Regions from separate parts of the Sus scrofa genome. Here all the other regions are linked to region 2. The links are chromatin contacts, called in public HiChIP or PLAC-seq and promoter capture Hi-C maps. All regions are on one chromosome and are shown on one strand. Each heading gives the region's core, a stretch centred on a gene start, on an enhancer-like site or on the middle of the called end of the contact. The rest is flanking DNA. Distances are from core to core; before and after follow the strand shown. Region 1 holds the start of LOC110261478 (histone H1.1). Region 2 holds the start of LOC110261671 (histone H2B type 1-H-like). Region 3 holds the start of HMGN4 (high mobility group nucleosome-binding domain-containing protein 4).

Evidence for each region. Promoter capture Hi-C pulls out the DNA fragments that hold promoters and counts their contacts. HiChIP or PLAC-seq counts read pairs in DNA pulled down with a chosen protein or histone mark.
Region 1: a contact with region 2 is called in an H3K27ac HiChIP or PLAC-seq map of skeletal muscle, with 13 times the contacts expected there. The contact joins the promoter of LOC110261478 here to the promoter of LOC110261671 in region 2. A contact is called at or near these places in 8 of 47 Hi-C or Micro-C datasets (alveolar macrophages, blood, differentiating spermatogonia and 5 more) and 1 of 2 datasets of contacts at active chromatin or transcription factors (skeletal muscle).
Region 3: a promoter capture Hi-C map of fetal liver shows a contact between it and region 2, with 6 times the contacts expected there. The contact joins the promoter of HMGN4 here to the promoter of LOC110261671 in region 2. A contact is called at or near these places in 2 of 5 promoter capture datasets (fetal liver and fetal skeletal muscle), 2 of 47 Hi-C or Micro-C datasets (embryonic fibroblasts and liver) and 1 of 2 datasets of contacts at active chromatin or transcription factors (skeletal muscle).

Annotation. Positions count from the first base shown.
Region 1 is chr7:20,716,410-20,719,250 of Sscrofa11.1, forward strand. It overlaps LOC110261478 (histone H1.1), which reads right to left and starts at 1,507. Exons shown (of 2, transcript XM_021098429.1): 1 at 894-1,507; 2 at 714-891. The coding sequence starts at 1,434. The coding sequence ends at 779.
Region 2 is chr7:21,581,174-21,584,041 of Sscrofa11.1, forward strand. It overlaps LOC110261671 (histone H2B type 1-H-like), which reads right to left and starts at 1,349. Exons shown (of 2, transcript XM_021099844.1): 1 at 1,112-1,349; 2 at 870-1,109. The coding sequence starts at 1,301. The coding sequence ends at 922. It overlaps LOC100157763 (histone H2A type 1-H), which reads left to right and starts at 1,562. Exons shown (of 1, transcript XM_001928557.5): 1 at 1,562-2,379. The coding sequence starts at 1,614. The coding sequence ends at 2,000.
Region 3 is chr7:20,997,652-21,000,739 of Sscrofa11.1, forward strand. HMGN4 (high mobility group nucleosome-binding domain-containing protein 4) reads left to right here and starts at 1,262. Exons shown (of 2, transcript XM_001928253.7): 1 at 1,262-1,446. TRNAR-ACG (a tRNA gene) reads left to right here and starts at 341; the gene lies at 341-413. TRNAV-CAC (a tRNA gene) reads left to right here and starts at 981; the gene lies at 981-1,053.

The sequences.
Region 1 (2,841 bases), core at 257-2,756, 860 kb before region 2:
GGCTTTAGCTCTAAAATTCCAGTGCAGCCAATATCCTTTGTCCTGACGCATGGCAGGAAACTAGCTGACAACCTGCAAATCGACCCAAGGTTAAGTCGCGGAGCCAGAACGACTTGCAAGGTCAGAGCTCCGCCTGATGGTGCGGTAGCTGTGCGAGGCCTACCTGCTGAGCTCGAGACACCAATCTGAGCGCCTGGCAGGCCAGAGGGTCTCCATCATCCCTAAGGTCAGACAGCTCCCCAGCCACACCCTGTAGTGTTAAGCCTTAAGTTTCACTGGTTACAATTTTTCACAGGGCCACCCCATTTTGTAAAATGCCGATTTAGCAATATCACCCTAGAATGTAATGCCCCCAGAAATCTCAAGAGAACACTCAGGAATTGTAGGGACAAACCAGCATATAGTATAAGGACCCAGCCCGAGCCACAGGTTCAAACACAGCTACAGGTAATTACCACGGAAAACCGATATGAGGAGACCTGGACAGGCCCCCAACATTCCCCCAGGTATTTATGTAAAGATGCCCAAGATTCAGGCAAAAGAGCTCCTGAGCCTCTGCTGGGAGACCAGAAAACGCTAGTTTCTTCAGTAGTTAACTTAGGACCCCACAGCAAAGTTTACCCTGAGCCTCTACATTGTGGGACAAACACAGCCTTAGAAACGCTGCATTTGCAAAGACTGCAGTTTGTAAGGTTTCTCTGTACTAAAGCTCTTTCTTTGAAATAAGTTGGTGGCTCTTAAAAGAGCCGTTGGGTTACTGAAGATTCCAACCGGAACTTTACTTCTTCTTGGGTGCTGCCTTCTTGGGCTTCGTGGCAGTCTTTGGCTTGGTCACCTTTGCCTTGGCAGCTTTGGGTTTCACAGCCTTGGCTTTGGCAGGGCTCTTAGCCACTTTTTAGGCTTCACAGCCTTGGGCTTCTTGGGACTCTTGGAAGGCTTCTTCGCTACCGCTGGCTTTTTAGCCTTTTTCGGAGTCTTGACAGCCTTCTTAGCAGCAGCCGCCCCGGTGGCCTTCTTGGGCTTCTTAGAAGCACTAGTTGCCTTAGCTTTCGCTGCCACTTTTGTGGCGCTGGGCTTGGCTTCCACAGAGGCCACTTTCTTGTTGAGTTTGAAAGAACCGGAGGCGCCGGTACCCTTGGTCTGCACTAGGGTGCCTTTGCTCACCAGGCTCTTGAGACCCAGCTTGATGCGGCTGTTGTTCTTCTCCACATCGTAGCCGGCAGCCGCCAGTGCCTTCTTGAGCGCAGCCAGGGACACGCCGCTGCGCTCCTTAGAGGAGGAAACGGCCTGCACGATCAGCTCCGAAACTGAAGGACCCGCAGGCTTTTTCTTCGCAGCTGCTACAGCTTTCGCAGGCTTCTTCGTCTTTTTGCCAGCCGAAGGCTTCTCCGGAGGAGTGGAAGCAGCCGGGGCGGGCGGCGCGGTCTCGGACATGGTGAGAGCAGAACAAGAATAGGAAAACAGCTAGGACCTGACAAAGCAGTAAGACAGCACGAGCCCGGACGCGCGGTATTTATAGGGCGGGGCCGCGCTGTGATTGGTGCGCGCCGGCGCCCGCCCCCGGCACCCTAGCGCCCCCTGCGTTCCCCCCAGGGTCTCAGAAGGCAGTCGCCGGCACCTGAACCCTATGGTCCCGCTTCCCTGGCGCTGGCACTGAGGCGCCCAACAACAAACCCTCCACCCTTCTCGCCGGTTGCCTCGTGGAGACAAATACTAGGCAAGGGAGAGTACGGCTTTGCTGCCCATTACCATCAGAGGGTGCTGTTTCCCTTTTAAAAAATGCAGGGTTTATTTGCAGGTCGGGGCGCTGTAAGGCAATCACGTAAGAATCAAAGAGTTTCACCTGAGCCTTCACCTCTAGGAAGCAAGGTCAGGGACATTCGTTCCTAACTGCAATAAATGCAAAAGGTTGGGAGGGAGAGGAAATCGAGGGGTTGGAGGCCTGATCTGCAGGTTCGAGACAAGTTCTCATTGATGCCACTGCCTTTCCTGGCAGCTCTGAACAGTGATGTGTGGTAAAGACCGGAGGCACTGGCGCTCTTGGTCCGCACCAGGATGCATTATGTATTTGGGGCAAAAGAATTTGAAAAACAGAGGAACTGGCTAACACCGCAATTAGCATTAAAGTTGCGCCTATGGAAAACATAGCATGCAAACAGTTTCTGTTAATTGCAGTTTGTTCCTGCAGCCCAATGGGCTTAGCGAACTTTCAATGCCTTTTCATACTCACAACATAGCCCAACCTCAAAACCTAACGCATGATGGGCGCAAGCAAGCTGTGGGTGAACTAAACTGTTCTCAGACATTGCTCGTGGGGAGGTGTTGGGGGAGGGGAGATGGGGATAAATTGCCTTAGTTTGAAAGCAAGAGGGTCGGGCCCAAGGTATAATGTTAAGGCCATCTCCCTTTAATTTGTTTGTGGCTGTAAAATTGTTAATGATGCTAAAATGATTTCATATTACTAATCAAACTACTGAGAGAATAAAATGCCTCTCTCACAATTCGGCCCTGGGCAGTCGCCTAGGACCAGGGCAAATGAAGTAGTGACGTGTAATTCCCGCGCGCGTGCGCGCGCGCGCGACTGCGGTTTTCAAACAAGTCCGCACTAGCCTGAGTAACTTGAGCCTCCCTGGTTTTCCTCAACATAAGAGCTCTACGTTAATGCTTCCATAAGCCTTTGATGTGTTTTCTCTAATAGTTTTTTCATTCTCTTGAGAGTCTTGTTTACAAAATGTATCGTGCAATTTCTAAGAATTTGGAAGAGAACAATTGGAGCTATGATTCTTAGTTTAAAGGACAGTTATAACAGACATACAATCTTTCTCCAAGAGGAAGGTTACA
Region 2 (2,868 bases), core at 99-2,598:
GTCTGGATGCTAGTTTCTTTTGGGGGGTTTCGGGGAAGGAGGCCAGGCCAGGAATGGAATACCACAGCAGTAATCAGATCCAGAGCAGTGACAATGCTTGATCCTTAGCCAGCTGAGCCACCACAGAATTCTATGTATTTTCAACATAGCAAGGCCGAGGCAAGGCAGGGAAGGACTAGGGTAATGGTGATTCTAAGCGTCACGGTAAGGTGCTGTGTGACATCCAGAGCATCACCAAGCCCATTAGGTTCCTTGCCCGCAGCGATGGAGTCAAGAGCACCTGGTTCCCTCTAGATATCCACCAGGCGCTGAGATTTTTTTTAAGACACCGTGATCCTGACGGCGTTAACCTACTTAAATACGCCAAGCCGAAGACTGCCTGGCTATGGACTTTGTTCCCTGAAGCACCAGAGCCAAACCCTCTATGCCCTTAGCGGCGATTCCCCTGTATCTTATATTTCCGTCAACTTGTAAAGGCTCTTTTCACGAATACTTATTTGTCTCTTAAGGAGTTAGAAAGCTCTTCAGATCACATCTTGTAGCTGGATCACTTGTTCTTTAGTTCCTGCATTTTCACAGGGCATTGTGACCTGCTGCAAAATGATGAGGGGAAGGACTGCAGTGTACAAGTTTGTAGTACCTGTACACGTAGACAGCAGAAGTCGAAAATTATAGGCTTCCAGGTGCCACTTACAGAAGGTACTAAAAATCATTTGAATCTAGGGGACTCGAGTTCCTTCCCTGAACACCTGTCAGATAAACCGCAAGTTTGGGGCAAGTGTTATTTTCAATTACCACCCAGAGCCCTACGCACTTCACCCCGCCCCTCCAAGAGACAGACAAAGCACCACAGCTCTTTTTTGAAAAAGGTTAGGTGGCTCTGAAAAGAGCCTTTGGGTTTGACACTGCCTACGAACACATTTACTTGGAGCTGGTGTACTTGGTGACAGCCTTGGTGCCCTCGGACACGGCGTGCTTGGCCAACTCCCCGGGCAGCAGCAGGCGCACGGCCGTCTGGATCTCCCGGGACGTGATGGTCGAGCGCTTGTTGTAATGCGCCAGCCGCGAGGCCTCGCCCGCGATACGCTCAAAGATGTCGTTGACGAAGAGTTCATGATGCCCATGGCCTTGGACGAGATGCCGGTGTCGGGGTGGACCTGCTTCAGCACCTTGTACACGTACACCGAGTAGCTCTCCTTGCGGCTGCGCTTGCGCTTCTTGCCGTCCTTTTTCTGCGCCTTAGTCACGGCTTTCTTGGAGCCTTTTTTGGGGGCAGGAGCGGACTTAGCTGGATCAGGCATGATGAAGTCTGGCGTTCGATGTAAAATGAACAGCCGAAGGCCAGAGAGGCGCCTCTTTAAGGGCTAGGGTTTATGCAAATGAGGTGGAAACAAGCTTTCTGGCGATTGGCTGTTACTCTCCACTGACCTCACAGATCTGTTTTACCCAATCAAGGAACGCATCCTATCTAGTCGTGTTTCCATTGGTCAAAACGAAAGTGAAACGTTAGCCAATCGTACAGCTTCCTTTTCGCGCCCTGCAGTGGCTATAAACTGTGGTTTCGGGACCTCAGACTCAGTCATCTTTGACAACTGCTGTTCAGTCTCCCAGTTATGTCTGGACGAGGAAAGCAAGGGGGTAAAGCTCGCGCCAAGGCCAAAACCCGGTCCTCACGGGCTGGCCTTCAGTTTCCGGTGGGCCGAGTGCACCGCCTGCTTCGTAAAGGCAACTATGCTGAACGGGTCGGCGCAGGTGCTCCGGTGTACCTGGCGGCGGTGCTGGAGTATCTGACCGCAGAAATCCTAGAGCTGGCGGGCAACGCAGCTCGTGACAACAAGAAGACACGCATCATCCCGCGTCACCTACAGCTGGCCATCCGCAACGACGAGGAACTCAACAAGCTGCTGGGCAAAGTTACCATCGCTCAGGGCGGTGTCCTGCCCAACATCCAGGCCGTGCTGTTGCCCAAGAAGACCGAGAGCCACCACAAAGCCAAATAAGTACTCGGCATAAAAACAACAAAACAAAAGGCTCTTTTCAGAGCCACTTCTATCATCATAAAAAGGTGACACTTGCATTTCCAATTAGCTTACCTCTTGTATTTAGCAGCCCTTGTCAACAAAATGACATTTGTGTTAGACTAGTTCAAAGGCCAATGAATCTGCAAGATTCTAGACTGACTCATGATTTAATATTGAGATGTCAAGAGTATTCTAAACTTGGTTGAAACAACGACGGTATTGGATGCTGTTAAGCTCATTCTAAGAATAATGATGAAGACAGTTGTTATTTCAAGAAATGCAGGCACAAAGTAGTGCATTTGTTTTCAATAAATTCTTATGACACGTGTCATTCGTTAAAGATACAATGTTAATAAAACACCACTTATCCCAAAGAAAATCTAACAGGGAGAAACCAAAACAAGGTGCAATGTAGCAAGAGATAAGCACAGGAATATAAAGGGAGCATAGAGGGGTAAATTCTGAGGTAACAGCTTGTTTGAGGATTAAAGGAAATTGGGAAGTAGAGGAAACTGCAGAGATTGCAGCAGAGAATAGGCATCACCAAACTCATGGCTTGTAAGTGCAGGCAAATAACAAAGTTCAATATTGGCAAATAAGGCAGAGAGAGCTGTAGGACACTTCATTGCTAATGCTAGTGTGTGGTGTGTGTGTGTGTGTGGCTAATGACTTCCAAATCTTTATGTCCCCATCTCAGATTTATCTCAAATTCAGACATGCATATTCATCTACTTTCTAAAATTCTTGTAGCTCTCTGGGAAATTAAAAATATATGTCCCAGAGTTCCCTTTATAGCTCAGAGGATTAAGGACCGAGGTCTCTGAGGATGTGGATTCCATCCCTGGCC
Region 3 (3,088 bases), core at 12-2,511, 580 kb before region 2:
ACCCAAATCTATTTTCTTGACAGTTGTATTTCCGGTACCTTGAATGGTAATATCGGTTGAATGAATGAATTATTGAATGGGGGTGATACTGAGGCCGAGAGAGTGCCAGGCTTGCCTCCTACCGCCATTTTTCGGTTGGTTCAGACACACTGAGACAGGACTACAGACACTGGGGGACGCGCGTGCAAGCAAAGTGGCTGCCTGGGAGTCCACGCGCTGCAAGTCTGAACTAGCTAGGACAACGCAACTTGCAGGCCCAGGCGCAGACCGCACCGCGTGAAGCAGCGCCGCCGCCTTGTTTCTGATGAAGGCATGCCCGCCTGAAAAGTGTACACACGCCGGGCCAGTGGCGCAATGGATAACGCGTCTGACTACGGATCAGAAGATTCCAGGTTCGACTCCTGGCTGGCTCGATGTGCGTGGTTACTTTTTACTTACCTCCTCTGCCTACCGCTGAGACGTTCGATCAAGTTAGGAAATCCTTATAAAGTGAGGTGTGCCTGGAAGTCTCGGGAGCGAGAAAGCGCCAGTTTTAACCGCAACGGGAGACGTCACTCCTTAGCAGAGCAATTCCGCGTACGGCCATGAGGTGGCGCCAGCGGGAGAAATGCGCGCGGGCCGGGTGTCACGCCCAGCTTCGCCAGTCCATTCTAACTAAAGGTAACATAGTAAACAAAGGGAAAGAAATTAAAATCTAGTTCAGACTGAGAAATGGTAGTGAAGGGGTTAAAGTCGCATTCGTTCTCCCCTATCCAGCCATTTCCGGAATAAATTATTAAGAACTCGGCTCCAGATCTATGCGCCCTACGGGCTTGGCTTTCGCATTTAATTGGCTTCTCTGATTTAGGAGAATGGTACACAGACGCCAAGTGCACGTTAACGACGGAGATTTACAGGAACGGAGCAAATGGGCAGCGGAGGCATGGGGGTGGGGAGTTCCGTAGAATGAACTACCAGTCGGGGAAAACCATCACCGCAAGGTTTCCGTAGTGTAGTGGTTATCACGTTCGCCTCACACGCGAAAGGTCCCCGGTTCGAAACCGGGCGGAAACAAACGTTTTTCTACCACCATACATTTCCTTTAAACCATTTATTTGAAAAAATCATAAATACGTTTCCCTCCTTTTCTTATCTCACTTGTCCCGGCCTGTGGTGCTGTGGCGACACTATTCAAAGTAGGTCCGGAGTCTGCGGCCCCCGGAGGCGGACACTAGTATCACGAGGGGAGAACCGGGCTGTCCCCGACTGCGACGCGAGGTGGCCCGACGCCCGCAGCCCCGGAAGCGCATCCCCGCCTTGCCTTGCCTTCCTGTTCCCGGCTGTGCCGGGCTCCGGGCGTCTCTCCACGATCGCAGGGTTCACGCCGGCCCTGCCCCAGCCGAGGGCACCTGCGCAGCAGGCCGGCAGTCGGGAGCCCCGCGCCGCTCGGACGGCCGCGAGACTCGGGTAAGCACCTCGGAAGGAGGCCTTTGCGAGCGTCTCCGGAAAATGGGGGGAGTGCGGCCGCCCTGCCTAGATTCGGGACCCTCCTGCAATCCGGCCCTCGTAGTGATGAGGTCACCTAGGGTCCCCCCCACCTCCGCCTTGCCTCCCATTCTCAAGAATAGCGGAATTCGGGAGGGGAGGGTCATTACAGGCCCTGCTGGAGTGAGAAGTCTCCAGGGAAGCTCTAGGGCAGAAAAAGGAGAAGCAAGAAGAGGATTTGAAAGCATAGGGCCCGCAGGGCTGTGGCCCTGAATAGGTCTGCCACTGGCCTGGGCTCTTTCTCCCCTCTCCTCTCCATCTTAGGCGGCCTCACCTCTGAGAATCCCCTCCTCAGTGGCCACCGAAGGGCTGAGCTTTCCACCACTTGGGCCTTCTGCTCTCCCTGTCAAAAAGAAAAAAGCATCCCAAAGTTAAGAAATAGACCAACTGTTGCATATTGCCTTGAGTCTTGAGAAAAGTCCCTGGCAATACCTGTTTTAAATCAGGACTTGGGCCCTGGTGTTTGGCCTCGTACCTCTGTTTCTGACATGGCCTGCTTCAGTGTTAATGGAAGAAAAACATTATACAATTTGTATAAAATTATATGTATGTAACACCATACAGCTTCAACATAGCCTCTAGATTTTCTTCTTAGGTGTATTATTATTACTGTTGTTGTTACTGTTTCTAAGGGTAACCAAGCCTAGTCTCTCAGATGGCAATGTTCCAGATTCCCTCAAATGACTGATATGAATGTGATGTTTTTATAACCATAAGACAAGTAAGAGCAATACTTACGTAATGAACTGTTTTCCTGGTTTTTTTTTTCTTTCTTTCTTTCTTTTTTAAACAGGCAACTTGTATAAGCATCCCTTCCCCAGCCCTGTCACTCCCTCATTTTCATACTTTCTCTGAAAGACACATGCTTTTGTCATCTTGTTGTTTCCCTTCTTAACAAGGCAATAAGTTGGACAGGTGCTCGATGCAAATTTGTCTAAGACATTTCCATTTAAAAACCCCTCTATACCACTCAGAAATACATGTGAGTTCATATGGTGCCTTCCAGGAGCAAGGGTCTCAGGGTCCTGGAGGTGTTGGGTTTTGTCCTCTCCATCTTTCTCTGAGGCCAAACCACAGGAATACTTTTTTTTTTTTTCCCCTTACCCAAGGCTGTTTATTTCTGTGCAAAACCATGTTTCTCTTTTGTACAAAGAGCACCCCACCGTTACCTCTCCCTCTCTGCACATGTCAGTGCCCTAGGCCTGAGAGGCATTCCCCCAGGAGGGGGCTGAAGTAAGGCCCCACCCATCAGCCCTTACTCTCCCTGCTCCCGCTCAGGAGACAAGCAGACTCAAGATGAAAGAGAAAAAAACCATGGGAAAAAGATTTTGAGAGTTCCCGCTGTGGCACAGTGGGTAAGGACCACAGCCGTGGTGTAGGTCACAGTTGTGACTGGAATTCAGTCCCTGGCCAGGTAACTTCCATATGCTGCAGGTGCAGCCATTAAAAAAATAAAAAATAAAAATAAAAAAGTCCCACCGTGTTTGTGAATGCCAGCTATAAGCCTGGGTCCTAATTATTCAAATTCAAAATCACTTTCTGTGTTTATTTGTTCCACATCTGC